Linked DNA regions of Mus musculus: regions 1, 2, 4, 5, 6 and 7 are each linked to region 3. The links are chromatin contacts, called in public HiChIP or PLAC-seq and promoter capture Hi-C maps. All regions are on one chromosome and are shown on one strand. Each heading gives the region's core, a stretch centred on a gene start, on an enhancer-like site or on the middle of the called end of the contact. The rest is flanking DNA. Distances are from core to core; before and after follow the strand shown.

Region 1 (3,812 bases), core at 172-2,671, 400 kb after region 3:
ACAGCCCAGACAGCAATGCAGTGCCCTCAGGAGAGACTGCTCTGGACCTGAACCTTCTGGGTAACCCCTAGTCAGCTCCCTGGGATCCTAAGAGGGGGCAGGGGTTGTGGATCCTCCAACCTCCGACCCTCCTTCCAACAGGACAGATACCATGGCTTCCTCCCTTCTAAGGAGGAAGTGAGTCAAACAACAGTAAGGGCTGTTGCCTGTGTTTGGTTAGCAAAGCGGCTCCTAGGCAGACTGGTAATTACAGTTGGCATTTCATTTTTGCCCAGGCATGCCAGATAATTGTGCTGGCGGTGGAGGAACCTCAGTGCCTGGCGCTGGAAAGTCCTACTCCAAAGCTAAGCTTCCTAATAACCGCAAGAAGCAAAAACCCCTTGTTGAAAGAGTGTCATCCATGATGCAATGGCTGGAGTTTACCAAGTGTCTCCTTCCTGTTTTCGTTTACTCAAACTTCAGCTCTGCAGGCGCCAGGCAGTTGCCTTGAGAGTGCGTGGCTCCCGCAGGTTCAGACCCTCTTATGTAGGCACACGTGGAGCCTTATGATGGCCCACGCTGTCAGGAGGGGTCAGCGCCAGGAGGGAGGAGTTGCTTTCACCTATCCTAAGTGAATTGACTTGGCAACCCAAGCGGAAACTGCTAACAGTCACATCTATACACTCCCAGTTGTCAGGAAATTTGGATACGAGTGGAATTTTTCCTTCCTTTGGGTTAATGTGTCACAGTCTGATGCTTTTGCGACAGATGGAAAAATCCTATATAGAGCGTGCAAGCAGAAGCGTACCGGGCAAATAGGGAGCACTCTGAGGGGCCACGAGGCACCCACTGGGGCGCTGAGCGTATACTTAGTGTATACTTCCTGCAGAGCCGTTCCTGTTTGAGTTTCTCAGTTGTAAAACCTCAGTGTTCGCCAGGGCATGCCTCGCCGCAGCGTCCAAACGACCCTTCTCTGCCATCCATGAGGTGCCCAGAGCTCAGCAATGAGAACATGTCCCTTGCATTGTTTGGTTCTCACAGCCTTGCTGGAACCAAGAGCCACCTACCTGCGTGACCACAGTAGAATGGTGTCACTGCACAAGCTGAGAAAACCAGGATATAGCCAGGCTGAGCCTTTCTTGCACGCCTCTACCCACTCTGCAACACTCACACCCTGTCCCCACCTCTCTATGCTGCCCACGACAGATGCTGGGTATCCCCTAGTGTCACTCGCTAGGAGCAGCGCTCTCCCACGCCTGGACCCACCCACCTGGGTCCCACGAGGATGATAGCACTTTGTGAAGTGAAGACCCCTAGATCTTGTAGGAGGGGTCGGTCCCCAACCAGCTATTCAGGTCACGTGGTCCGCGGCAGGGCCCCACGGATGGGTCACGTGACGGCGGCGCAGTGTTGCCTAGGCAGCGGCTGCGGGCGGAAAGAGGGAGGGGGCCGGTCCTCCGCCCTGGCCCGGCCGCCGGGCCACCCGGCCGCGACACAGACGCTAGCCACGAGCCGGAGCCGTGAGCTGGAGCCAAGCGCGCTGAGGGCTGGACAGTCAGGGTGAGTGCTCGGCCGCGGGTGGGCCCGTCCATCCTTGTCTGGGGGGGGGGGGTGTCTGAAGGGGAACAGGAGAGGGTCCCCTCCTAGCTAAGGGGCGCGGGGAAATTGGATCAGGGACACTGGACAGGAGGAGATGGAGCTTCTCCCTGGGCAGGCATGGCGTGGAGAGGAAGGGACAGGCTGATGAGAGGCAGAGGGATGGCCTGGTGACCCCAATCCCTTGACTTCCTTGGTAGAGTGCAGTGTCAGAAGACTTGGATCGCGCGGGGCTGCCAGCTGATTCTCGGGTCCTGCAGTCGCAGGGACTTCCCTAGAGTATAGGACAGGGATGCAGGTGGCTGCTTTTGGCAGGCCACTGCCACCTCTCAGGCGCGTGGGTGACAAGACACAGTTCCCGTGCCCCAGATGTTTAGAGGAAGTTAAAACAGGCAGACTCCATAACCTGCTGCCTGAGACAGTTTCAAACAAACCTGGCAAGAGAAATGCTCGTCTAACAGCCTTGCCGTGGGTTGGCTTTTTTTTTTTTTTTTTAATTTTTTTTGTCAGACCTAATCTTTCTGCTGCTCCTCATTTTAATAATAATAATAATTTTTTTTTTAAAAAAAAGGTTCAGTCTGCCTAGCAATCTTAGAGTTGGTGGGTGCTATCTGACAGACTTATGGGCTCCATCTTGTCTCACCGCCCCCTCTGGCCTGAGCTTGGAATTTGTAGGCCAGACTCTGCTTCTCCCCATGGGGCAAGGGTTGGACCAAGATAGGCCCTCTGAGTATAAGGAATGGACTTGTGACAGAAGCTGGTGATGCCTGCCATCCTGGCACGCAGGAGATTAGGTGAGACAGTCCCAAGTTCCAAGCCACCCTGGGCTACACAGCAAGACCCTGTCTCAAAACAAACCCAAAAATAGAAAGGGGATCAGCGGGAGCTGTGGATGGAACCCCTAGAAAATCTGCCTAGCGTGCAGGAACCCTGGGTTCTAACCCCAGCACCATGCAAAGCAGGTGTGTGATCTCAGCCCTTGCAGCATCCAGAGTTCAAAGCTATGCTTGGTTATATTTTTGGTTGGAGGCTGACCTGGCCTACATAAGGCCCTATCTAAAATAGAAGGAAGGGCCGGGCGTGGTGGCGCACACCTTTAATCCCAGCACTTGGGAGGCAGAGGCAGGCAGATTTCTGAGTTCGAGGCCAGCCTGGTCTACAAAGTGAGTTCCAGAACAGCCAGGGCTACACAGAGAAACCCTGTCTCAAAAAAACAAAACCAAACAACTAAAATAGAAGGAAGGAAGGAAGGAAGGAAGGAAGGAAGGAAGGAAGGAGCTGGGTGGTAATGACAACTTGTAGGTAGTGTGGATGGATGGATGGATCTCTGAGTTTGGGATCACTCTGGTCACAGAACAAGTTCTAGGACAGGCAGAGCTCGGAAAAATGAAAAAAAAAAGAAAGAAAAGTAAAAAGAAAGAGATAAGAAATAAAGAAGAAAGGAAAGAAAGAAAGAAAAGGAAAGAGAATGAATTTGAGCCTCCTGGACTAATACAGGGGAAGGGTGTCTCATCTCCTTATAGGACCTGCAGGCCCAACACGATTGAGCGGGAGGCAGACAGCTCTCCACACCCACCCTAACCACTCGGAGCTATTTGCATATCCTCACTCAGCTGCACACTCGGACTGGAACGCAGGGGCTTGCCTCATTGCGGTCCCCCAGAAAATCCATCTTCTTCACATCATGAATCCTTTCCTTCCTTTGATCCCCTGGGTCTGGAGTCACAGACAGTCGTTTGCTACCATGTGGTTGCTGGGAATGGAACCTGGGTCCTCTGGAAGAGCAGCTAGTGGTCTAACCACTGAGCCCCCCGCCCCCCCCCCCACACAAGCCATCTCTCTAGATGAAAGGTAGTCTATCCCCAAGAGACTTGGCAATATCTGACTTCCAGTTGCAGTCTCCCATCATGCCCCTGTGCCCTGGCACTGCTGGAGAAAGTCCAAGAAAGTCCAGCATAGCCTTACTATTTAGCTCTGTGCTGCTGTCCCAGCCCCCCAGAGTCTTCTATCTCTTTGTCTTCAAGCAGTCAACCATCCTGCCCCATTCTCTGGAGGATGAGCGCCTTCCTGCACATGACTTCAGCTTCCTGCTTCTCAGAACCCTCTCTGTGGGCCACATCTTGTCTTGGATAAAGGGTCTGTTTTGGTTTTGTTTAAGATTTTATTTTTACTTGTGTGTGTGTGTTTGTGTTCATATGAGGGCGTGTGCACATGAGTGCAGGTACCATTGGAGGCCA
Region 2 (3,740 bases), core at 539-3,038, 360 kb after region 3:
AACTCAGGACCTCTGGAAGAGCAGTCAGTGCTCTTAACTGGTAAGCCATCTCTTCAGCCCTGTTCTATCCTCTTTTGTCTCTGAGGACATGTGCCTAGACCTCTGGTAGATGTGTGAAACCCTGGATATAGCATGTATTTCCTATACACTTTCACGTAGGATAAAATTCAACTTATAAATCATGAGCAATGAGGGCTGATGACATGGTTCAATGGGTAAAGGTGCTTGGTGCCAAATCTGTTGACCTGAGTTCTAACCCTGGGACCTACATAATGGAAGGGGAGGACTGACTCCTATTGTCTTGTGTCCTCCACAGATTTCCTGTGGCACAAGGGCACCCCTCTCCTGCGCACACACACACACACACACACACACAGAGTAAGTAAATTAAACATAATAAAACTTTAATCACGCACAATGAGAGATTAACAGTAATTAATAATAAAATAGAATATAGCATATTATTATAATAAAATCTCTCTCTTTCTCTTTCTGTTTTTCAAAAACAGTTTCTCTGAGTAGCCCTGGTGACCTGGAACTCACTCTGTAGACCAGGCCAGCCTTAAGCCCATAGAGATCTACCTGCCTCTACCTTGTTACTGCTGGGACTAAAGGCGTGCGCCACCACACCGGGCTACAGGTTCTTTTTTTATGATTTCATTTAATTTATGTGTGTGTGTGTATACGTGGATCGGTGTGCGTATGTCAGTGTCCAAAAGTGTCTGCAGATGACAACAGAGGCCAGAAGAGAATGACACGACAGATCCCTTGGAGCTAGAGTTACAGGAATTTCTGAGTCATCGGACGTGGACGGGAGGATCTGAACTCAGATTCTCATGCAGGAGCTGCAAGAGATCATAGCCCTGAGCCAACTCTGTGGTCCCTACTGCACAGTTTTTTGTGACGAAGGAACCTAGGAACCATTCATACGTACTGCAGCCCCAGCTACTTTGGGAAGGCTGAGGCAGGAAATCCCAGCACTTAGAGGCAGGAAATCCCAGCACTTAGAGGTAGTTGAGAGAAGTTCAAGGTCATCCAGTTACACAGGGAATTTGAGGCCAGCCTGGACTTGAGAAAAACCTCTCTCAAGCAAAAAACCAAAAAGCTAGCTAAGAACAAAGATAAGGAAGACAATAACTATTTTTCATCAACTATTTTGCAATCGAGAAGATGGTGGAAAATGCACACACTGGCTCATTCAGCCTTCAGAAGGCTCAAGTTCCAGGCTAACTTAAGATATACATCAAGATCTTGTCTCAGAGCAGGCAGGTAGGGAAATAGAGGGAAATACTTTATAACGAGAAGTTCCAGAGCCAAGTCAACAAGCACAGGGCTTACCAAGAAAGGAACCAGGCTGGTCTGGTATCCTAGCATCCACACAGTTTGCTTCAAGTACATAAAAGAGTGAAAAAAGGCAAAGGCTAGGCTCAACAGTATAGCACCTGCCTAGAATCCCCCAGTGAGGGCTGGGGGTGTGGCTCAGTGGTAGAGCCCCTGCCTAGAATCCCTCAGTGAGGGGCTGGGGGCGTGGCTCAGTGGTAGAGCCCCTGCCTAGAATCCCCCAGTGAGGAGCTGGGGGCGTGGCTCAGTGGTAGAGCCCCTGCCTAGAATCCCTCAGTGAGGGGCTGGGGTGTGGCTCAGTGGTAGAGCCCCTGTCTAGAATCCCCCGGGGAGGGGCTGGGATATAGCTCAGCTTTAAGAGCCCTTGCCTATCAAGTACAAGGCATTGGGCTCCGTCTCCATTACCACACAACTGATGAACACTGGAGAAGAGGAAGGAGGGCTGTGGTTAGGCTGAACTACTTCCATGTGGCAAGCAGAGCTTCTGCACTGTGATGGAGAGCTAGCCACACTCTTGCAGTCAAGGAAGAAGACTGCTATATGTCTTCAGTCTGAAAAAGCTAAGGTCCTCTCTCTCCAGCAGCCGAGCAAGATGCCCAAAGGGAAGAAGGCCAAGGGTGGCCCCGGCCCCCGCCATCGTCAAGAAGCAGGAAGCCAAGAAGGTGGTCAACCCTCTGTTCGAGAAGAGGCTCAAGAACTTCAGCATTGGACAGGACATCCAGCCCAAAAGAGATCTAACACGCTTCGTCAAATGGCCCCGCTACATCAGGCTGCAGCAGCAAAGAGCCATCCTCTACAAGCGGCTCAAAGTCCCACCTGCCATTAACCAGTTCACCCAGGTGCTGGACAGGCAGACAGCTACTCAGCTGCTTAAGCTTGCCCACAAGCACAGGCCAGAGACAAAGCAAGAGAAGAAGCAAAGGCTACTGGCCCGTGCTGAGAAGAAAGCTGATGCAAAGGCGACATCCCAACTAAGAGACCACCTGTCCTCCGAGCAGGAGTCAATACAGTCACCACCTTGGTAGAGAACAAGAAGGCTCAGCTGGTGGTGACTGCCCATGATGTAGACCCCATTGAGCTGGTGGTTTTCCTACCTGCCCCGTGTCGAAAGATGGAGGTGCCCTACTGCATCATCAAGGGAAAGGCCAGTCTGGGGCACCTAGTCCACAGGAAGACATGCACCACTGTTGCCTTCACACAGGTTAACTCGGAAGACAAAGGTGCTCTGGCTAAGCTGGTGGAAGCTATTAGGACCAATTATAATGACAGATATGACGAGATCCATCGCCACTGGGAAGGCAACGTCCTGGGTCCTAAGTCTGTGGCTCGCATTGCCAAGCTGGAAAAAGCAAAGGTTAAAGAACTTGCCACTAAGTTGGGTTAAATATACACTTAAGTTTTCTGTACCTAAATATAATTACAAAATTAAAAAAAAAAAAAAGCTAAGGTCACCTGTGAATTCAGGATACAAAGAGCTGCACTGAAACGGCCATCCTGAGGATTCCCACTGGGTCCCATCACGAGAAGTTCCTCAGAGAGATCTAGTATGGCATCCCTGAAGGATAGGGAAACTCCTGGCAAGTGAGGGAGTCAGCTCTAGTATGTGAGGGGCCAAGGAAGGTTCCATCTTACACCTCCTCCTGCAACTTCCCTCCTGCCCCTGCTGCAGTCGGTGGAGATGCTGGGAAAGAGGGGAAGTGTAAAGTCTTCACCCCTGAAAGGGAAACGGTTCCCCATGCACCCTGCCCAGCATACAAGTCTCTGCACTGCCCTTGCAGGTGGACGTTAATCATGGAGACCTGAGGCTAGGCAGAGTGCTCTGGCTTTTCTGGAGAGCAGAAAACCTCTGAGCATCCTCCTCTCTTCCAGGAAAGCTGAGAAGAGGCAGGGTCCCATTCCTCTCTCTCATTCTGAGGCAGGGCCTCCTGTAGCCTAAGTTGATCTTGAACTCACTATGTGTGTGAGGATGACCTCGAACTTCAAATGCTTCTGCCTCTACCTCCCCAGTGCTGGGTTACTGCTGTGGCTACCCCCACCCCCAGTTCTCCATCTTCCTCCTGACCGGTCCTGCTGCAGATCTTCCTTCTGCCCTTATGTAAATAACAAACAGCCTGAATCTAAAAAGAGCTGTTTATTTCACCATCAGCCAAATCTGTGGGTTTTGCTGGACACTCTTGGCTGACTCTGAGTCTCAAGTGCATCTGAGGGTTGGGTGTGGTGGTGCACCTATGTAACCCTAGCACTTAGGAGGCTGGGGCAACAGGGTCATGGGTTCCAGACCAGCCTGAGCTACATTAAATACAAAATGACGGAGGACACAAATTCCCCATCTGTTGTGACATGGTGTCTGCCCTGGGGCACCGTCAACATGAAGGCCATCATCAGATGTCTCTAGACCT
Region 3 (3,711 bases), core at 871-3,370:
GGCCTCCCAATGTCAGCCAGGTTAACATGCAAAAGTATAAACATAACTAGAAACGGAACAATTGTATTTAATACCCGTCAAACTTATATCTAAAATATTGCCATGGATTCAGAACTCTGAATTCCAACCAGATGTCTTTCCCCACTATTACACAGGTCATATATATTTCAGTTTTTAAAGTTCAAACCCAGGGGATCGACAGCATAATTAGATTGAGAACATCTGTGGTAAATCCATACCATTTCTCCGATCGTTCCCCACGAGAGGAAATTTGCTTGTTTTAATGCTCCTGCCCATTTTGTCTAGCCACCTTTAGGTCAAATTTTGCCGTTCTTGCTGGCCACCGCACAAACGTAGATGGCCTTTAAAATGCAAGATAGGGAGAAACGGGTAAGCTCTAGGAAGCTTTAGGTGGCAAAGGAATTGCTTCCCGCCTGGATCTCGGTCAGGGTGTGGCCAAGTACGAGGAGCTGGGGTGGGCACGAGCATTGGGGCAGTGGTGTGTGTGTGTGTGTGTGTGTGTGTGGGGGGGGGGGGTACCCTGAGGACCCGAGTGTCGGGGAGCCGCTGCCCTCTACTGGGCGGTGCGAATGGAGCTGCAGCACGGGCGCCCGCGCGTTCCGGCTCCGGCGCCTGACTCCCTTGCAGCTCGCGGTCACCCGAGGTCCGCAGTGTCCCGCCTGGCGCCGCGTCACGGCATCCAGACTTGAGGTTGGCTCTGCGCCTCCTGACGCCCGCGCGCTCCCACGCACCTGCTTCGGGTGGCTTCTGCCCCTCAAAGGCTGCGACTTGGGAGTGCAGCCCGGTCCCGACCGCTGCATGGACACAGAGGCTTTTGGGTGCAGTTGCAAGACCCGGGAACACTTGTATTCTTTAAATCTCGGGGGGACTTTCATTTCCAACCTCGTTCTCCAAAAATATCGATCTCACCGCAACCGAATAACGCTAAGCCCTCAAACTTGGCTCAGAGAGCAATTATTTTCTACTGTCATGTTTGGTGTTCCATACAGACGTTATTTACATATAATTTTCAAGATTAAGGAATTTAGGGATTTGTCTTAACTAATTACACGTTCACCGAAGTGCAGCAAAGTGAAAACACTGTGTTCCTACTGTAAACGCAAACTCTCTGGTGTGAATAAATCCATTAAAGATGACGATCCTGAAACGCGTGCTTTGGGTCTAGAAGGAAATGTAAAGAGAACTTCCTTCCCCCCACTCCCGGTTTAAATGTGAGCGTTTTTGTTTTTTTTTTTTTTTCTTCTTCAAAACTTAGGAACGAGCGCTCAGTTTCAAGTGCACTGCACGCTCTCAAACTTTCTGCCTGCAAAGACGGAGGCGCGGAGTTGTGTGAACCCCAGAGGAAGTTTCTGGGGTTGTGTCGCAGAAGCATGGTTGGGACAGAGTTGTGCTCCAAGACTTGCCCCAGTCCTGGCGGACGCTGGAGCGGCTCTGAAGGGTGGGGAGGCCGTCGCCACTCGCTGATGTGTCCCGGTGCAAGTTGGGGATTGCAACGGAATGTGTAGGACGTGAATGGGAGTCGCGGCGGCAGCAGCCGCAGGCTCCAAGGCTTGGTGGTCAACCCCCTCCGCCCCCTTTACCACGACACAATTGCACTTCCTTGAATATGAAACACTGTTCACGACCGCTGTGGTCTGGAGGTCCCCCAGCTGGAGCGCATAGGGGAGCGGAGTGAGGTCACCCGCAGCCCCGGCGCGCGGGCTGGCCGGTGGGGTCCCGACCGCCGGCTGTGCAGGTGGGCTCCGCTCGCTCCACCGCGCGCACCGTGCGAAAGAGCGCAGCGCCCGCGCCCCGCTGCCGCAGCGCAGCCCACTGTCCTCAGGCGCGCAGAGCGAGGGGCACCTTATCCTAAAGCGCTGGCCACCGGCGACCGCGACCTTCCCGGGGGCGGGGGTGTTGGGGAGGGAGGGCGCCCTTTAGGTGAGCTGCGGGGTCCGGAGGAGACCCCGCAGCGCCCCCTCGAGGCCGGGCCGCCGTAGGGTCGCAGCGCGGCCTGGGAGGGGGGCTTGTGGCGGGGCGCGCGGGAAAAAGGGTGAGGGGTCGCGAGGGCCCCGGATGCCCGCGCTCGGGCTGTGGAGAGAGAGCGCGGCGCGCGCGCGTCAAGGCTGCCGCCGCCGCCGCCGCCGCGTTTCCCTCAGGCTTCGGACTCCATGGCTGAGGCGGTGGCGGCGGCGGCGGCGGCAGCGGCGGCGGCGCCGTGAGGAGGAAGGAGTCCGCGTCCGCGGTGGCTGAGGCGGCGGCCGGCTCCAGGCCGGGTTTTGGCGCCCGCCCGCCTGCTGCCTCCTGGCGGCTCCTGAACTCCAGCCCCCTCTCTATCAGCCTCTCACTCCGTCTCAATATGTCTCAAGATGGCGGCCAATGTGGGATCGATGTTTCAATATTGGAAGCGCTTTGATTTACAGCAGCTGCAGGTCAGGCTTCTCGGCGCTCGGCCTCGCGCCCGGGGGGTGAGGGCTGCGGGCGGTCGCGGCCTCCCTCAGGAAGGAGGGTGACACTCCGGGCTGCCAGGGCCCTGGCGGGGGTGCTGAGGCGACGGGGGAAAGCAGGAGGGGGGTGCCGGGAGAAGAGCGGGGCCGAGTCGGCGGCGAGTCCCTCGGGCTCCCCGGCTCTCATTGATCACTCGGCTTGATCAGAAATTGATCCTCTTTGTTCAATTCATCGATCAGCCCAAGATGGCGCCGGAGCCGCCAGCCGCCACCAACATCTTTGCCCCCCGGTGTCTGCCCCCTTCAACCCCGGAGGGTGTCTTCCTCCCCACCATCATCGCCATCATCATCCTCATCGTCCTCTCCGCCGCCGCCGCCTACCCCGCGCGCTGTCGTTGTCGCGGGACCCTGGTGGAGAGGAGGGGGGAGCGGCGGTCCCCCCCCCCCACGGGGGCTCAGTGGGAACTCGCGCGCGCTAAAGAGGGGGACGCGCCACGGGGTGGCTCTGGAGGGGTGGCAGGGCTGCAAAGAAGGGGAGCTGCGGGACGCTAGTCCCCCTCGCGCCAGTCACGTCCTTCCTTCCCCCCGGCTCAGCCCCGTCGTATTCCCGGGGAAAGTTTGTGGGGAGTTGCTGGTGGGGGGTGAAGCGCCTGTCTCTCTCTCTCTCTCTCTTTCCTCTGTCTCCTGGAGGAGAGAGTCGCGGACCGCCGCCGCCGCCGCCGCCACTGCCCCGCCGGCGCGGCGGAGCTGGAGCTGGTGGCGCTGTGGTGCCGCCGGCTCCGGGGGAGGGTCAGATCGGCCACCGGCGGCTGGCGGCGGTGGCGGCGACGGCCAGGCTGGCGGGTGGCCCCTTGTCGTGAAGACGGCGGGTGGCTTGGAGCTCCTGGCTGCTCCTTGATCGTTCCCCTTGGGCCCAGCTGCCACCATTCCTCTTTCCACTACTCCCGTAAGGGATTGTCAACCGGTGTCGCCCCGGCCAGGGCACCGGCTACCCGGTGTGGCGGGTCCCTCCCCCACCCCGTTTGTTTACGTCCCGGGGCCAACCCGCAAGCCCCGCGCTCTTTTGTGTGTCTTCTGCGTGAAAGTGACTGCGGAGCTGGATCTGTCCCCCTTTTTTGCGCCCGGGGACTTCCCCGGGAAGGGGTTGTGGGGGAAGCTTTGGAAGGGAAAAACTTGGCTTGCGGGGGGACACCGGTGGGTCGCGCAGAGTGCGGGATCGGCCCGGGAGAAGGGAAAAGGTGCGGGAGAAAGGCTGCAACTTTCC
Region 4 (3,881 bases), core at 589-3,088, 460 kb before region 3:
CCCCCACATCGTCCTCCCCACCACCTCGCCTCTCCTGCTCTGCCTCCTCCTCCCTCTCGTTCTCCCGCTCTTGCTGCGTCTCCTGCAGCTCGCGACCCCCGAGATCGCGCTGCCGGGCTCCGCCCTGCAACAGATACTGGAGCAGCAGGTCGGAGGCGAGATCGGCCAGCCGCTCTTCTTGCGCCGCGGCCTGCCGGGTGGCCTCCGCCTGTCTCCTCCCTGCCTCTACCTGAGCTAATCCTTGCTGAAGCAGGCGCTCTCCTGCCTCGGAGCCGCCCAGGAATGAGCCCTCGAGCCGGCGCACCTTAGGGAAGGGGCCACCTAGACTTTGATACGCCTTGGATAAGGGTGTCAAAGTCTCACCTAAATGTGTTTTAGGGGAGGACACTCCTTCCCCGAACTGATGAGTTTCGGGAAGGGGAGCGCTTTCGGACATTCGAGCCTGGAATTGGGAAGGGACCGGGGGCGGAAGAGGAGCGCGCTCCGGAACGCGCGCCTGGAACTCTCCCCAGGAAGCGCGCCACACGCGCTCTGGCCCGGGGCTCTCCAGATTGACTCGGGTCAGCGTGTGCGTGCGGGTTTCAGTCTCTGCTGCCGCCGTCTCTTGTTGGCGCTTAGCATTGCTCGGACTGAAATCTCGAAGTTCTTGGAGCAAGGATGCTAGCGCCTCCAGCTCTTCTGAGCGGTCGTCCTCCTCGGGATCGCGGTCCTGAGTCTGAGGGCGAGGGGGGGCCACAGCGGGCGCTTGGATTTCTGGTGCCGGGAGGCTATGGGTCTGACTGCGCACGGACTCGGTCAGCAGAGCTTCTGCTGCTTCTTCGGGTGTTCCCTGCTGGGAACCTCCCGGGACCGACGGGGGCGAGGCCGGACGGTCCAGTGCCTGCAACAGTACCGAGGCCAGCGCCCGGGGATCCACGCCCTGGAAGAGCTCTCCCTGGTCCTGAGGCTCGGGATTCCGAGCAGCTCGGACCTCTGGTACGCCGTCATCCTTTGGCCGGGACACTGCGTCCTCAGCTACCTGCCCATTATGCTCAGAGCTGAGGGGAGGAGGAAAAACATCGGGGCGCCCGGGGGGCGCTGCTCCCAACCCCTGGATCAGTAGAAGGAAGCAGAAGAGGACGGATGCCGGCAACGTGAAGGTTTTCATGACCAACGGGCTGCCAGAGACTGAAAAATAGAAGAAATCAAAGAAATAGAGGATTTCTATAAGAACTCCCCGCTTTCTATTTCTGCTTTCCCTCCCCCCACCTTTAAGCAGGAAATCCGGGGTTTCCCTCATTTCTCTAACCTTACCCGAAAAGAAACGTTTAGCAGAGAACAAGAAAGATGTGGCGATCTCTGGGGTCGTGCAAATGGGCAGAGAACGCCCGCAATCCTCCTTCTGGGTACCCAGTACCTCCTGTCGCCCCCTTCCCTAAGTCATCTCTCAGCCAGCGCCCGCGTACTAAGCAGCAATGATAAGCGGGAGGGGGGATCTGTTCCCTCCCCACAGGACTCCCCGGATGGTGCGTGGGTGACTTCATCAGCGACAAAAAAGCAGAGACTCCCCTTTTACCAAAGACCCTTCCCGGGGGCACACCGCTATGCTCTCAATACCCCATATGGAAAGAAAATCCTCCCTTCACGCCCACGAGTGAAGAGGGTTGGAGGGATGGACAGCGGAGTATTTACCAGCCGGTGTCACGACGGCGGGAGGTGGAGAGGAGGGTCGGGGCAGGGGGAAAGTCGGGACCGGTCCGCCTTGGCTCTGTTCCGTGGCTGGAGTATGAGCGATGGTCGAGGGCTGGCGTCCTAGAAGCTGGGCTCAGCTGGGTCAGCAACAGCGCTCTCGCTCCGGCTTCAGCACGCTGGACAGCGCCCGCGCCGCCTCTGCCTTATAAAGGGGAGCGCGCGGGGTCACGTGGGATAGCCCCGCCCCATTGACGTCAATGTTCATTCATGGGGAAGCGGGCGGGTGTCTGGTGGACGGTGAAAGTCCAATGATTGGAGGATAAGCGTCGCTCCCGGCCTGCACCTGCGCAGTAGGGCCCTCGGCTAGAGGGGCGTGCGCTAGCCGAGCTCCGGGAAATGAATGAATGAATGAATGAATGAAATGTCGAGGCGGGCGGGGCAGGGGGCTATGAATGAATGAAGGAGGGACGAGGAGAAAAGGATGAATGAATGAATGTAAAAATGAATGGAAGGGTGGGTACAGAGGAACCAGAAGGCGGGAGGGTGGGTTACAAAGCACTTGCGGCGCGGAGCCTGCGTTGCTGAGCAGAATAGGAAGAGGGCACCGCCAGCATCTAATTGGGCGCCAGTAAAAGATCAGTACTGGATGGGGGGACGGTAAGGGTTTGAAAGGGGAAGGGGCCTGGCTCCCTACTCCGCCACAGTATGGTCTATAGGGAGCACGCCCAAGGACAACTTGAACCTGAGAGGAGGGGGTGGATTTGCGGTGCGGGATGCCCGCCCAGGGTCAGCGCAGATGGGTGGATCTTGCGGTTTGGGTAATCACCTTGGAAAGGGTCCTAGTCGAGAGAGAAAAGGGAAAGATTGACGATGTGTGTGCCTTTGGGTCGTGTCTGTTCAAACCAGTTCGTGTCTGAAGGGGTTGGGGAAAAAAAGGTGTGTCTGTCCTTCTGGCCAGCGGGCTCTGCTGTGGCTGTTAGGGGGTTCCTGTTGTGCCCCCTTTTAATCCAACTCTCCCACACCCTTCAGCCTGTCTCCCTCTCCCCCACAGCCCCCACCCAAGGACATTTGGAGGGCGAGAGCAGACCAGGTGGGGAGGGGGTTGAGCAGGTGGAGAGGGTGACTCAACTCCATTTCTCTCTACCGCTTAAAGGGGAGGTCTGAACGCGACCGGGGGGGGGGGGTGAATTGCAACGTCAGAGATGGACCCTCTCAGCCATCAGACCCTTCGACCGTATCTCCTGCCCAGAGGGGTTGGGGCTGGGGGCTTGGACAGTTAGAGGTTCCGGGAGTGGGGGGCGATGACGCAGAGATTGCGCAGAAAATCTATCAGCCAGCCGGGTCCAGTGAAGGGAGACCAGACGTGGGCGGGGGTGGGATGGGAGGACGGAAATGGGGAGGGGGTAGAGGAGAGGGAAAGGTGGCCCCGGGAGCTGCTACTGCAGGAATGAAGGGGAGGGAGGAAGGCTGGAGGGGGCTGCGGTGCAGGCGGAGAGCAGTGCGGGGGCGTGGGCAGGGAAAGGGGGGGGACAATGACACACACCAGACACACAAGGACTGCGGACACAGGGGTGCTTATAGGCACACGCAAAGCCCCCCCGCACCCTGACACTTTGGAAACCAGAATGGGGAGGGCATCTGGAGGGTCTCAGAACCTCTTTCAGAGTCAGCCCCCTCATACCATCCTGTTACTGACCCTCATTTTAAGCCCCTAGCTCGTGCACGCGCGAGGGCGCGCGCGCGGGCACACACACACACACACACACACACACACACACACTCACGTGCTTTCTCTCTATAACCAGCAGTGGCTTCTCCCTTCCATCAGTGGCTTGACTTTCCCAGAAGAAACCCCATCAGCTCTGCAGAGAAAAGGTGGGGTGAGAGAGGAAAGAGAAGAGAGATGGGGACAGGGGGATGGAAGGAAAAGAACCTGAAGCAGGTTGAAGAAGCAGGCTAAAGGAGAGAGAAAGAAAAATAAATAAACAAACTTGAGAACCAAGGTGACAGTGGATATTCCAAAGAATGGAGGGAGGGGTGCCTAAAGACACACCAACAACAACAACAACAACAAAAACAACAGCACAGCAGCATCTGACACCCCTCCACACACAACTGTGGCTAGACCCTCCTTCCCTTTTCCCTCCCCATCTTTCTTCATCTTCTCAGCCTGGTTCCCTGGAGCCGTGGGCTGGGGGGGGGGGGGTCAC
Region 5 (3,707 bases), core at 1,190-3,689, 350 kb before region 3:
ACCCAGTGTGGATGCTGGGATCTGAGCTCAGGTCTCCAGCACAAGCAGCCCAGCAGGGGTGGCGCACACCTTTAATCCCAGCACTTGGGAGGCAGAGGCAGGTGGATTTCTGAGTTCAAGGACAGCCTGGTCCACAGAGTGAGTTCCAGGACAGCCAGGGCTACACAGAGAAACCCTGTCTCAACAAAACAAAACCACAAACAAAAAAACACAAAGAAAACCAACCAAACAACAAAACAAAAAACCAGCTTTCTGGCTAGATAGTAAATGTTAATATACTACAAATACCTACCACTAAATAATAATAAAAGTTATAGTCTTCTATAAATTATTAAAGACAGGGCTCCAGTAGGTTTAGTAGAACACTTGCTTTGTATGTGAAAGTCCCTGGATTCAATTCCTACACTGAAAGGGGAGGGGAGGATATAAAGGAAAAATCCTTCCAAATTTTATCTCCCAGACGTAATCTAAATTAAAATTATTCAAAATTTAATATTATAGCTTGAAAAACCAGAGCGCTTTAAAGGAAATGCCATCTGCATACATGTAAAGGAAGCGCATTTGGTTTGGGTGTGGGCTGAGTTGGGAGACTCAGGACCCATGTACAAACGAAGGCTGGTGTTTATATTTGCGCAGGTGCATGTGGTGGCCAGAGGTCAACCAACCTTAGGTGACCTTCCAAAGTCACTGTCCACTTTGTTTTGTGAGACCTGGTCTCTTGATATCCTAATTCATGATCCCTCATTTGACTGGGGCGGTTGGCCAGCCAACTTCCCCAGCAGGACGTGGGGGTGACAAGTGTGGCCCACTGTACCTTGCTTTGTTCCGTGTGTGGGTGCTGGGGATTGACTCTGACGTCAGGCTGTCCGGCTCGGTGGTAAGCACCTTTACATGGCTGGTCCTTTCACTCTCCCACTCTTCTTTTTTTTTTTAGTGATGGAAGGGGACAAGGTTTCACTATGTAGCCCTGCCTGGTCTGCATCTTGTTATGTAGATCAGGCTAGCCTCAAATTAGTCTTGACTTCCCCGTCTCTACCTTGTGAGCACTGGAATCGCACGCATGTGCAACCAGCCTGGCTATTTATTTATTTTTAATCATGATTTCCCTAAAGTCTGTAATCCCAGGACTGGGGGAAGCTGAGGCAGGAGGATGACTATAAGTTCCAAGCCAGCCTAGGGTTACATATACAGACCTTATTTCAAACAAAACCAAGATAGGTGGTGAGATAGCTCAGCAGGTAAATGTGATCACTCACTGCATCACATGAGTGCAATCCCCCAGACCCACGTGGCAAAAGGAAAGGATCAATTTCTGAACCCAGAAAGTTTTCTGACCACTACATGCCCTCCCCCTAAATACATACGGCAACAACCAAAACAAACATCAGACTAAAAACAAACAAAACAGAAAACAACAAAATCCCCCCAAAACAAAACAAAAACCAACCAATCAAACAAAAGCACCCGCCAGCCTTGTCATTTACTGGAGTATCAACGCGTTTGCTCTTAGGAAGCAGTGAAGCTTCCGAGGGCAAACACTGCTAGGTACTGCAGATCTGTGTCTGTCGGCCCCAGCTAGACCATGGATGAGGGGTACCTTATCGACTCTAACCCCAGCTCCCTCTTCTTTAATAGTGGAGGGCTGTGGCTGTGGCAGCACCCATCACTACTTATTGTGTGTGGTGTATGCATGCTGACATATGCTTGAGAGCTCGTGTGCAACTGCAGGGGCCACAGGAAGTTATTACTCCCAGCTTCATTCCCCAGAGCCAGGGTCCGTCTCTGAACTTGAAGGTAGACTAGGCTGGCGGCTAGGGTCTCTGATCCCACATGTTGGTTGTGTCCCTGTCTCCCTGCTGGGGATTCGAGCGGTTTCTCAAGGTTGCAAAAGCTCTCTTACCCCTGTGTCATCTCCCCAGCCCATGGACAGCACCTAATTGCTCCGATCACCAGGATCCATTCTGCTATTCCGGACAACGTGAAGGAACTAGACGGTTAACCCAGAGTCACATCACCGGGGGGGGGGGGGGGGGGGTTTCAGGACTGGAGAGGTGGCCTGCGCCCCCACCCACCCCCACCCCCCGGCTCAGGGCTGGGCTTCCCGCGCATCCAGTCCCAGGTCTTGTCCTGATTTCCCGGCTGAAAATCCTCACCGTGGAAGGCTGAACCGAGCCGCGAACACATGAGGAGCCCCGGTTCCCGCCTCAGACCTGCAACTAACGACAGCTTGCTCGCGCCTAACTACATTTCCCAGAGTTTTCAGCGGCAAGCCGTTAGCGGGGCTCGCGACAGAAAATTCATTGGCGCCGAGGTGGTGGTGGCCGGTGACCAGCAAGGTGAATACGCAGATCTGTCGCTAACCCTCACACCTTTCACCCTGTCTACGCGCTCGCCACCACCTGATGCTCACTTCTGGTGTGGGAGGAGGCAGAGCAAGACAAGCCGTTGCCTGGAAAGGAACCAGAACTACAACTCCCAGAATGCTTCGGCATGGACAGCCTCCTGCTTCTCCGAGTAGCCCTAGAAACCGTTGTAGTTGCCACAGAGACTATTCTCAGATTATTTGGGCTCTGCAAGCCAGCGAGCGAAGGAGCAGAAGCCAGATTAGGGGAACGATAAAGGACAAAAGACGATATTTGACTTAAACAATGCTGACGAATACATTGCCATTTTTTCTTCCCACGGATGATCAGGGCCAGAGCAAAGGGCGAACAGCCTTCTAGGAAATGCAGAGAAGCTGCCACAGGAGCTATGGGAAACGTAGTCCATTGATTACTAGCCACGCCTTTAAGGAGAATTCAAACACAGTATTTGCCTTATAAGTACTTAAATAGTATTTAGAAAGTCCCTTTTTTATATTTACCCTCGGAGCCGTTTCAGACACTGCATATCCTAAGTGGAGCTTGTACCTGGCTAGCCTGTCTTCAGCCATCTTCCTTTAAGGTTTGTTGTACACAAAAGTAGACCAAAGGAACCTGTGGCTATTACGATTAATACATACTTCATAAATGTGATGGTTTGTATATTCTTGGGCCAGGGAGTGGCACCATTTGGAGGTGTGACCTGGTTGGAGTAGGTGTGCCTCTGTGGGTGTGAGTTTAAGATTCTCACCCTAGTTGCCTAGGAGTCAGTCTTCCACTAGCCGCCTTTGGATGAAGACATAGAACTCTCAGCTCCTCCTGCACCATGCCTGCCTGGATACTGCCATGCTCCCACCTTGATAATGGACTGAACCTCTGAACCTGTAAGCCAGCCCCAATTAAATGTTTTTATAAGACTTGCCTTGGTCATGGTGTCTGTTCACAGCAGTAAAACCATAACTAAGACAATAACCTATACGGTAGGAAGAAATCTTGAAAACTACTAACGGCTTGTTCTGAGTTAACCTTCAAACTAAATGTTCACTCCAGGACACAATAGGAATGAAAGGCCTGGGTATGAATCTTTCTCTTGCTACACACTGAGAGACGGTAACTAAGGAGACTGGGATCCCAAGAGACAGTGCCAACCACCTGACCAGAGGGTTTGGATAACGATGGCCTTTGTTCTATAATCTGACCAAAACTCTGATAAGACTATAGATGTAGAAGACGGAGCTCATTTTGATTTTCACAGGCTGAGTATCTGGAATCCTGAAGTGGACCTGGGCCACACTGAGGCTTTGGAAACAAGAGGCATGCTTTCAAAGGCTGTATAAAGAGCAACAG
Region 6 (3,931 bases), core at 600-3,099, 390 kb before region 3:
GAATGCACCTATAGTCCCCAAAGATGCAGTGTTCTTTGAGTCAGGGAGCTCATGTAGCCCAGGCTGACCTCAAATTTGGTCAGGATGTGCTGACTCTGGCCTTGAACTTCTGACCTTCCTGCCTCTATCTCCACAGTCAATGTTCGACTACTGAACTATGTTCCTGTGTCTTCACCTTTGTAGTGCTGGGGTCACACAGCCTTGATACCACTAGCCCCTCAGATATTCTAAATCTCTAGAATTTTCCAAATGACTGTTATCCAATACAACGTAAACACTATATTAACGGCAATTAGTAACTATACCAGAAGTGTTTTGTGTACACTGTGTGTGTGCACATGGAAGCATGGAGGTCAGAGGACGGCCAGTGCTTTCACACTCCACAGCATCCCCTAAAGAAAGGGTCTCCAACTGAACCTGGGCTAAGATGGCAACAAGCCATCTCTAGCTGATTCCAGCTTACTCTCTATACAGACTCGGATGGCCACACTCAGCTGCTGCTGTGGGTGCTGGGGATTTGAACCCAGGTCTTCATGCCTGGACAGGATGCACTGAGTCTCCCCAGCCTGAGAGCATTTTTTCCTACAGCATTTTCCATCTGAATGACTGTTCAGATGCTGGGGACGTAGAGAATCAATCTAGCCCTTTCTCCAAGTGAAGTTACTGGTGGTTACTGAATGACAAATGTGCTGTAAGGTGAGGGTTCTGTGTTGGAAAGGGTCCTGGAGGGGTGAGGTCAAGCACAGTAGAGGTCAGGCTGGCTGGCGGCTGGAAAGTGGGGCCCAGCGCCTTACCCTCCAGCAGCACGATGCCTCTGCGGATGTCCTCATTGTATTTGCTTCGAACCAGGCACCAGGCATATTCAAATTGCGTGCTCTTGGACACAGAACCAGCTGCCTGCTCAGACTGAAATTTCCTTTCAAAATTCTGTCATTAGAGAGAAGAGTGACCATTTAGCAACAAAGAGCAGCAATCATTCTCCAGCTAACTTGATGTCTGAATCCCAGTTAGATCATATTTTCCTCCCTGCCGCCTTTCCCTTGTAGATCTTGGTACCCCGAAGCTTCTGTCATCTCCACCCCTGGGTCCCATGCTGTGTCCTCCCCTTCGGAAGGTCCGTGAACCCAGCCCCTAGTGGTACCAAGAGGAGATGCCACCTGGTGGCAGCTGGAGGCACTGCTCCCAAACCAGCTGACCCCAAGTGTCTGAAGAGTAAACATACTGTCCCAGAGCTAAACGACCTCCTACATGGCCTTTCCCTTGAGGCCGCTGGTCCCGTCCCACCCTACTCTTTTGGGCCTGGATCTGCCTTACTTTAATTCTAGGAGAGGAAAGAAAACACAGCTACAAGGATGCGGTGAAAATAGCACCGTGAGGAACTAAACACTAGCGAAAATTTACACCAGTGACTATACTACTCCATCCCTGCACACGAGTACCCCAAATTCCCAGCTCTGCATCACACTAAGACCCCAGGCCTAGGTCTGAGTTGCTGAAACCCGGGAAGCTACAATTCCCGTCAGGCCTAGGGACACGAAGCCGATTCCCACAAGAAGCAGGATGCCGCAGAGGCTGCTGGGAGCCGTAGTTCAGCTTGCCAAGAAAGACGAAACCGGCACTGGTTAGCCTCAGTCAGCTCTCCTCAGGAACTGCCCTTTCCAATTCTGCCCTTCTCCTTCCTCCGTCCCAGACCTTACCTTCAGATCCTCCACAGACACCAGCTCGTTCAGCACGGCCTCCATGGCCGCCGCCCCTGAAAGCCTCACACTAAGGTCTCTACTGGGCCACAGTCTCCATGGTCCAGTAGCAGGGGCGGAGAGGCACTTCCGGCATCGACCTGTGGAGGCCCCGCCCCTTCCTCCTTTGCCTTGGGGCGGGCGGGGGCACTAGTGCCTACGCTGGGATACTTTGCTCTCTTTGGACTCCCCTGATGTCCTAGATCCTCCCTGCATCACATTATCCTAGGAACCAGTGTAAGAACCCCTCACTCTAGGACCCTGGATTATCTTCAATGTTTGCAATAAAATCCTAATGAGTACCAGGGGCCGGAGGGTCTCAGTGTAGTCTCTCACAAAGAGATGCTCAGTCTCTCATAAAGCAAGAGGAATTGGTAGCTATACCCTCTCCATGCTCCACGCACTCCCCCACCTCCCCCCTCCGAAAACTTGGGTCACATGACCATAGTGGACAGCCATTCTTAATAGGATTCTGAAGAAAACCCAGGAAACACAGTCCAGGGTTAAAGGCCCATGGATGGCTCTCATGTTCTGTTGCCAGACCCCACATAGCTCACAACTGCCTGGGTTCCAGCTATAAGGGGAAAACTTGGGTCACATGATCCGCCTGCCTCTGCCTCCTGATTGCTGGGATTAAAGGCACACACCACCACCCAGCTCAGCCTGCTCTCTTATAGAACCCAGGACCATTAGCCCAGGGATGGTACCACCCACAATGGACTGGGTCCTCCCCCAGTTATGTAAATGCCTTGGAGCCAGATCTCATGGAGGCATTTTTCTCAATTGAGGGGCCCTCCTTTGAGAGAGCTCTAGTTTGGGTGTCAAGCTGACAGAGGACTAGCCAGCACACTCGCTGTCCCTTGCCCTATGATTCTGAAACCTCCAGTAATCACAGGCACTCTGCATGTGCCTGCCGTCTTTGCTATTCAGAACATCTATCTTCTAGCCCTGCCGTTGCTTATTGGTTGATTCATTCATTTTTGATTGAGCATTTCCTAAGTGTCGGTCACTATTTAAGTACAGGGATTGGCACTGAGAAAAAGAAAACTCCTATCCTTATGCATCTAATGTGGGGAGGGGGAATGGTCATGCAGGCTTTCATCCTAGCGCTTGGGAGGTGGAGGCAGGAAGAGGAGGAAGTTTAAGATCATCCTTGGCTTAGCAAGTTGGAGTCCAGCCTGGGGTAGGAACTCTTCTTGGGAGCCAGACAATCCAAGGCTTTCTCAGAGGCCTGGGTGAAAGGGCAAAAGGAATGTCAGCTCTGTGTCACTGTCCACAGGCAGACTTGGCAAGGTCTGAGGCTGGGGCCTGGGCCTCACAGGAGTGAGGGTTGCAGTTTGTCGGGATCCTACTCTCTTCCTGGCCTATGGCTATTCGTCCTTAGATAGACGTGTATGTCTGAGGTATCCTGTGTTCTCGTTGCCAACGTTGTCTAATTTAGCTACTTTGGGCCATTCTCCCCCTACAAATAGCACATAAGATGCTGTATTTTGGGCTGGAGAGATGGCTCAGCGGTTAAGAGCATTGACTGCTCTTACAGGGGTCCTGAGTTCAATTCCCAGCAACCACATGGTGGCTCACAACCATCTGTAATGGGATCCGATGCCCTCTTCTGGTGAGTCTGAAGACAGTGACAGTATACTTATACTTACATGCATAAAATAAATAAACAAATCTTTAAAAATAAATAAACAAACAAATGAACCAACAAAAACCCTGATCCCTTAAGATGATACACCTTAGACCTCAGAAGAGCGTGTTGGATCCCCCCACCCCACCCCACCCCCGCCCTGGAGCTGGAGTTACAGGTAGTCATGAGCTACCTGACATGGTGTTTTAGGGTTTCTATTACCACGGAGAGACATCATGATCCTGGCAACTCTTTGCTTGTTTGTTTGTTTGCCCTTCCAGAAGCCCTGGGCTCAGTTCCCAGTTCTGTCAGGTGGTTCACCACCTCCCAGAACTCCAGTGTTGGGGATCGGGTGCCTTTGGCCTCTGTGGGCACCTGACATGTACACAGAAGCACATACATTTGTACATACAAAGTAGATCTTTTTAAAAATGAAAAGCAAACAAAACCGCAAACATTGTGGCAAAGTGACAGATATATAAAATTTGGCCTCTGACCCACGGTCCCCAGGATCCCTGTTTTTTTTTTTTTTAATTTTTAATTTATTTATTATATGTAAGTACAC
Region 7 (4,168 bases), core at 283-2,782, 320 kb after region 3:
AAGTCCTCTTTCATGTCCCCAGCATCCCATCTCCCTAAGCAGTGGGGACAGTGGGTTCTATAGCCAGACCACCCAGGGGTTCAGTTTCTCTCTCACCCCTATACTACCCTTCCTGACTGGGAACCTCCTGGTTCACAGCCACATGAGTTCAATCAATGGCTGGATTCCAGCCTAAACTTTCATTAAGTGTTTGCTGGCCAGGTCTAGAGACAGGGCAGCTGCTGGTCCCTGTGTGGCTGAGAAGAAACAGGTACCCAGGCAGGCCTCAACAGAGGTCTGGCTGGTTTCGGTGGCCCCCAGCAAGTTCCCATGTGCTCAGCACACCCCATCTCTCCAATGTCAGCCCAGTTCCCCCAGCCCCATGCCACCCCTGCTGCTTCCTGGAAAATAATCAGTGAATCTGATTTCCTGTGAGTGAAAGGACTTTACAAAGGTCAGAGGCCACCCCGTGTGGGAGGAGGGCAGCAGATGGAGGCACTCCAGGCAGATCACAGCCTGAGGTCAACACAGACAGAAGTCTCCCTGAAATGGGGAGCAAGGAGGAGAGGAGAGCAGGCCCAAGGGACCATATCCACTGCAGAAGCCACAGGCCTCACCTCTGAGCATCCCCTCACACACCTGTGGGGTTTTGTCGTTTTTTTCGTTTTTTGGCTTTTTGAGACAGTATGTACCCTAGGCTGGTCTCAAACTATTGCTTCCCTCCTCCGTCCGAAGCGCGTTGGGATTATGGGCATGTGTCAACCCCATCTGACTCCTCCCCGCGCCTCTAGTCACCAGGTTATTCCATCTCCTCTGGTCTCTTTACCCCTCGGGATGCCCTAGAGCGCCACCAGAGAAGTCAGGCCAGGCAATACCTAGTTCTGGTTCTGTCGCCAACCCAGAGTGAGGACTTCGCAGAATCCTGGACGACCTCAGACACCTCTCCTGGTGGGACCAGAGTAAAGCTGAGTGGGGAGGACCTGTGTGTAGGAGCTCTTCCCCAGATCCGAAATCCTGGGCGGTTTCCCGCACCCCGAGGGCAGGAGGAAGACAGGGGGCGTGGCTCTGGGCTCCTGGATGTTGAGAACCAGACAGACATTTCCTTGGTTGCGACATCTGGACCTCCTCGAGGCTTCCATTGTCCTCTGGCGGAGGGTCGGCCTACAGCGCCCGCCCCTGTCTGACTCTCAGTAACCCAGAGACATTTATAGGGTGTCCACGCCCGGGGTGACCCATCACGTAGAACATCCTCCAATCCTGCCCTTGGGGGCCACCACCCTGGGCTTCGGGAGACGCTCCCACACGAGAGGGATTCCTTCGACTGGCAACGAGACCTGGGCACCCGGGTCTTTCTGCTCAGCCACTGTCCGGAGGAAGACAGAGCGGTTAGCCGGCGCCACTGGGGCTCCGGAGAGAGAGCCGGGGTTGGGGGTTGGGGAAGGACTTGGGAGCGTGGCTAGTGGCTCGCGCCGCGTGGGCGGGGGGTGCGGCAAAGGAGGGGCCTGAAGCGGGGGGGCGTGTTGGGGCGGGGCTAGTGGTGGGGCGGGGCCCAGAGGCGCGCGCTGCTCAGGCAAGGAGGAGGGCCAGGGGCGCGCGGCGCGCGAGTCTGGGATCGGAGCGCGCGGAGCTCGGGAGCCTGAAGAGGGAGAGAACCTCAAGGGGGCCGCACCAGGACCGCCAAGACCGCCTCGCAAGCTGCAGGCCAGGGAAGCGGGAGCCACCCCCGCTGCCGCCGCCACCGGCCACCAAGGGCGGAGCTACGGCCCGGAGGGCCATGCGCCACCGGGTCCGGGGATCCCAGCCGCGGTCCGGGCAGCGCTCCTCCGGCGCCCCAGCCCGCGCGGCCGAAGCTGCGCGCCTGTAGGTACGGCCTGCTTGTTCTCAGCTCCCTGTCCCCACGGTCCTTTACTCTACCCGGTGCCCAGCTGTCCCCGAGGGTGTGTGTGTGTGTGTGTGTGTGTGTGTGTGTGTGTGTGTGTGTGATGAGGTGTGTGGTGTGTGCTCACCGCCTCCCCGGGAAGCGCGGTCGCACGCGCCCGGGTCCGAGCGTGTCTTTGTGTGCACCGGTGGGAGGGAGGAGGACGCGCGACAGAGGGGGATGAACCCCTCTGGGATCGGATCCTAGACCCACTGCCCAGGAGAAGTGGAGAGTAACGGGAAGCTGAGGTGGGAGAAAGAAGCCACCTCTGGAGCAGCTGAGCCCCTTTCCCCTCATCAGACCCTGGCTGGTTGGAGGGGCGAGCGCAGCTGGTCCTCTACAGGAAGGGATCCGATGCTGGGGGGAGGGGACGTTCAGGTCTCTTCCAGGGTCTGGGAGGAGGTGGGTCAACACAGCATGAGGGTGATGGCTACACGCTGGGGTCTCGCTGGGCCACAGTGACCCCGTGGGGACACTCTCTTTCCGGCCCAGGCCCTCTTTCCCACGGCCACTATTCGTGACCCGCCCACTCTGGAGCTCCGGAGCAGCCCCGGGTTTGAGAGGAGGATCGCCGAGGGTGACAGGCCGGCGCCTTTAAGAAGGGGCGGGTTAGTGCCCTCCATTCAGCCCCTTCGGCCTAGGCCATTGATGAACCTGTGAGCTGCGCGTGTAGGAAACGCGCCAGGGCTGCGGGCCGGAGCCAGGCAGAGGCTGGGACGCGCCAGGGCTTTCCTACCCTTCCACCCTCGCATAGAGTCCCTCAGTGGAGTCTTTGAGGTCAGAAGTCTGCAGTGATCGGACAGTCGCAGGGTATCCCCCAAAGAGGCTGTGAACGTGGGTAAACCAGAGTCTAGTTCACCAGAGGTGATGTAGGGGGTGGGGCTGTCAGACCAGTGTTGAGCTTCATCTCTGCCCCTTTGTGGAATTTTTAAAAATTTTTGCTTGTTTATTTATGAGTGTGTGTGTGTGTGTGTGTGTGTGTGTGTGTGTGTGTGTGAGTGTGTGAGGACAACTTTCGAGAGTCAGTTCTTTCTTTACATGGGTTCTGGGGACCGAACTCAGGTCATCAGGCTTGGCGCACGTCTTGTTACCACTGAGCCATCTCATCAACCTGATCTCTGTCTGCCCCCTGAGCTGAATTACCTCGTGTGCCAAATAAGTGTTTCTGCCAGGGGATCTGATGGAATTGCTCCTCTTGGGGAGCACCCTTCCTACTTGGGCAGTCACCCCCCAGATAAGTGGTTCCCCCAGGAGGCTGTAAGGAACGGGGAATCTGAAACCGCTACACTGTATCACCTTCAATATATATCTTTTGATTTCCAAGATGTCTGGGGGGGAAAAAATCTTTCAAAATCCCATTCGGCTAGTGTGAGGCATCATGGTTTTGTTTGCTTAGTTGTTGTTGTTTGAGACAGTCTCACTATGGCCTGAAACTCTCTATGTAGACCAGGCTTGAAGTGAGAGAGATTTCTGCCTGTATTTAATTGATTCTTTTTTTTTCCATTTTTTATTAGGTATTTAGCTCATTTACATTTCCAATGCTATACATATTTAATTGATTCTTAAATTATATTTATTCCTGTTGGTGGTGGTGGTGGGAGTGGTGTGTGTGTGATGTGTGTGGGCACATATGCCTCCGAGCACATGCAAAGATCTGTGGACTTTTCGGTCTCTCTTTCCACCTTTATGTGGGGCTCCAGGGGTGAGCTCACAAGGTGAGATGGTGAGCGCCTTCCCCTGCTAAGTAGGCTGCTTCACCAGCCTGAGGCAGGGTGGGTTTCATGGGGCAGGGCCACAGAGCCAGAGTTTGCCAGCTACTGCTTTCTTGAACCCATCTCCCTTAGTCTCGGTAAGGACTACACATGCTCCTGGAAGGAGTGACCCTCGGTAGTGAGGACTGTGGGTGATCCGGAACTGAGCAGTTTTGGGGAGTAGAGAGTTAATGCTCACACTTTCTTTCCCCCAGTTGTGAAGAAACTCTTCCCAAAGCTTCTTAGTCCCTCTTACCTACTTACTAGGAGTCCCCAAGGAAGACATGGAACACACACCCAGGGAAGAGGGGGAGGGAAGGAGGATGGGAGGGAGGGAGGGGGAGGGGAGAGGGAGAGGAGTGCTGAAGGTAAGGGACAGCTAGCCAGTGGAGTCTCTGCCTCCCAGGGCTAACTAACTTGATCTCAGCTGACCTGTGCCAAACTCTGAGCATTGTCACAAAACAAATTTAGGGGACGTAGAATGATTTGCCCAAAGTCACTCAGTCCCCAGATCAGAGAC

Evidence for each region. Promoter capture Hi-C pulls out the DNA fragments that hold promoters and counts their contacts. HiChIP or PLAC-seq counts read pairs in DNA pulled down with a chosen protein or histone mark. Capture Hi-C pulls out chosen DNA fragments and counts their contacts.
Region 1: a contact with region 3 is called in a promoter capture Hi-C map of pre-B cells. The contact joins the promoter of Orai2 here to the promoter of Cux1 in region 3. A contact is called at or near these places in 10 of 39 promoter capture datasets (the 3T3-L1 cell line, 3T3-L1-derived adipocytes, the SN4741 cell line and 6 more) and 3 of 115 datasets of contacts at active chromatin or transcription factors (the SCID.adh cell line, effector CD8 T cells and memory CD8 T cells).
Region 2: an H3K4me3 HiChIP or PLAC-seq map of bone marrow-derived macrophages shows a contact between it and region 3, with 4 times the contacts expected there. The contact joins the enhancer-like site here to the promoter of Cux1 in region 3. A contact is called at or near these places in 1 of 39 promoter capture datasets (the SN4741 cell line), 15 of 484 Hi-C or Micro-C datasets (B cells, CD8 T cells, the N1E-115 cell line and 11 more), 13 of 115 datasets of contacts at active chromatin or transcription factors (the 230-238 cell line, the SCID.adh cell line, astrocytes and 9 more) and 3 of 9 other capture datasets (adipose tissue, liver and pancreatic islet).
Region 4: an HNF4G HiChIP or PLAC-seq map of pancreatic cancer cells shows a contact between it and region 3. The contact joins the promoter of Vgf here to the promoter of Cux1 in region 3. A contact is called at or near these places in 2 of 115 datasets of contacts at active chromatin or transcription factors (embryonic stem cells and pancreatic cancer cells).
Region 5: a contact with region 3 is called in an H3K4me3 HiChIP or PLAC-seq map of embryonic stem cells, with 11 read pairs. The contact joins the promoter of 4933404O12Rik here to the promoter of Cux1 in region 3. A contact is called at or near these places in 3 of 115 datasets of contacts at active chromatin or transcription factors (embryonic stem cells and pancreatic cancer cells).
Region 6: a contact with region 3 is called in a promoter capture Hi-C map of pancreatic islet. The contact joins the promoter of Fis1 here to the promoter of Cux1 in region 3. A contact is called at or near these places in 1 of 39 promoter capture datasets (pre-B cells), 1 of 484 Hi-C or Micro-C datasets (erythroblasts) and 1 of 9 other capture datasets (pancreatic islet).
Region 7: an H3K4me3 HiChIP or PLAC-seq map of embryonic stem cells shows a contact between it and region 3, with 30 read pairs. The contact joins the promoter of Sh2b2 here to the promoter of Cux1 in region 3. A contact is called at or near these places in 23 of 39 promoter capture datasets (the 3T3-L1 cell line, 3T3-L1-derived adipocytes, the C10 cell line and 13 more), 2 of 15 datasets of contacts at CTCF or cohesin (the NIH/3T3 cell line and pro-B cells), 12 of 484 Hi-C or Micro-C datasets (B cells, CD4 T cells, the P5424 cell line and 7 more), 30 of 115 datasets of contacts at active chromatin or transcription factors (the 230-238 cell line, DN3 thymocytes, the SCID.adh cell line and 20 more) and 4 of 9 other capture datasets (adipose tissue, liver, macrophages and 1 more).

The regions. Positions count from the first base shown.
Region 1 is chr5:136,168,265-136,172,076 of GRCm38.p6, reverse strand. Orai2 (ORAI calcium release-activated calcium modulator 2) reads left to right here and starts at 1,421. Exons shown (of 3, transcript NM_178751.3): 1 at 1,421-1,539.
Region 2 is chr5:136,209,994-136,213,733 of GRCm38.p6, reverse strand. It overlaps the pseudogene Gm5050. Among named protein-coding and RNA genes, the nearest start is that of Prkrip1, 13 kb to the right of the region's middle. Within about 2 kb of position 1,788, at least 39 of the 459 cell types and tissues checked have an H3K27ac peak or open chromatin away from gene starts, as enhancers often do. A contact at or near this core is called in bone marrow-derived macrophages, where this site is marked.
Region 3 is chr5:136,565,899-136,569,609 of GRCm38.p6, reverse strand. It overlaps Cux1 (cut-like homeobox 1), which reads left to right and starts at 2,120. Exons shown (of 23, transcript NM_001291234.1): 1 at 2,120-2,432. The coding sequence starts at 2,370.
Region 4 is chr5:137,028,252-137,032,132 of GRCm38.p6, reverse strand. It overlaps Vgf (VGF nerve growth factor inducible), which reads right to left and starts at 1,838. Exons shown (of 2, transcript NM_001039385.1): 1 at 1,672-1,838; 2 at 1-1,167. The coding sequence starts at 1,147.
Region 5 is chr5:136,917,878-136,921,584 of GRCm38.p6, reverse strand. 4933404O12Rik (RIKEN cDNA 4933404O12 gene) reads right to left here and starts at 2,439. Exons shown (of 4, transcript NR_015555.1): 1 at 2,154-2,439.
Region 6 is chr5:136,959,995-136,963,925 of GRCm38.p6, reverse strand. Fis1 (fission, mitochondrial 1) reads right to left here and starts at 1,849. Exons shown (of 5, transcript NM_025562.3): 1 at 1,698-1,849; 2 at 795-927. The coding sequence starts at 1,742.
Region 7 is chr5:136,242,304-136,246,471 of GRCm38.p6, reverse strand. Sh2b2 (SH2B adaptor protein 2) reads left to right here and starts at 1,532. Exons shown (of 9, transcript NM_018825.4): 1 at 1,532-1,843. Gm30408 (a long non-coding RNA gene) reads right to left here and starts at 1,037. Exons shown (of 4, transcript XR_868600.2): 1 at 855-1,037.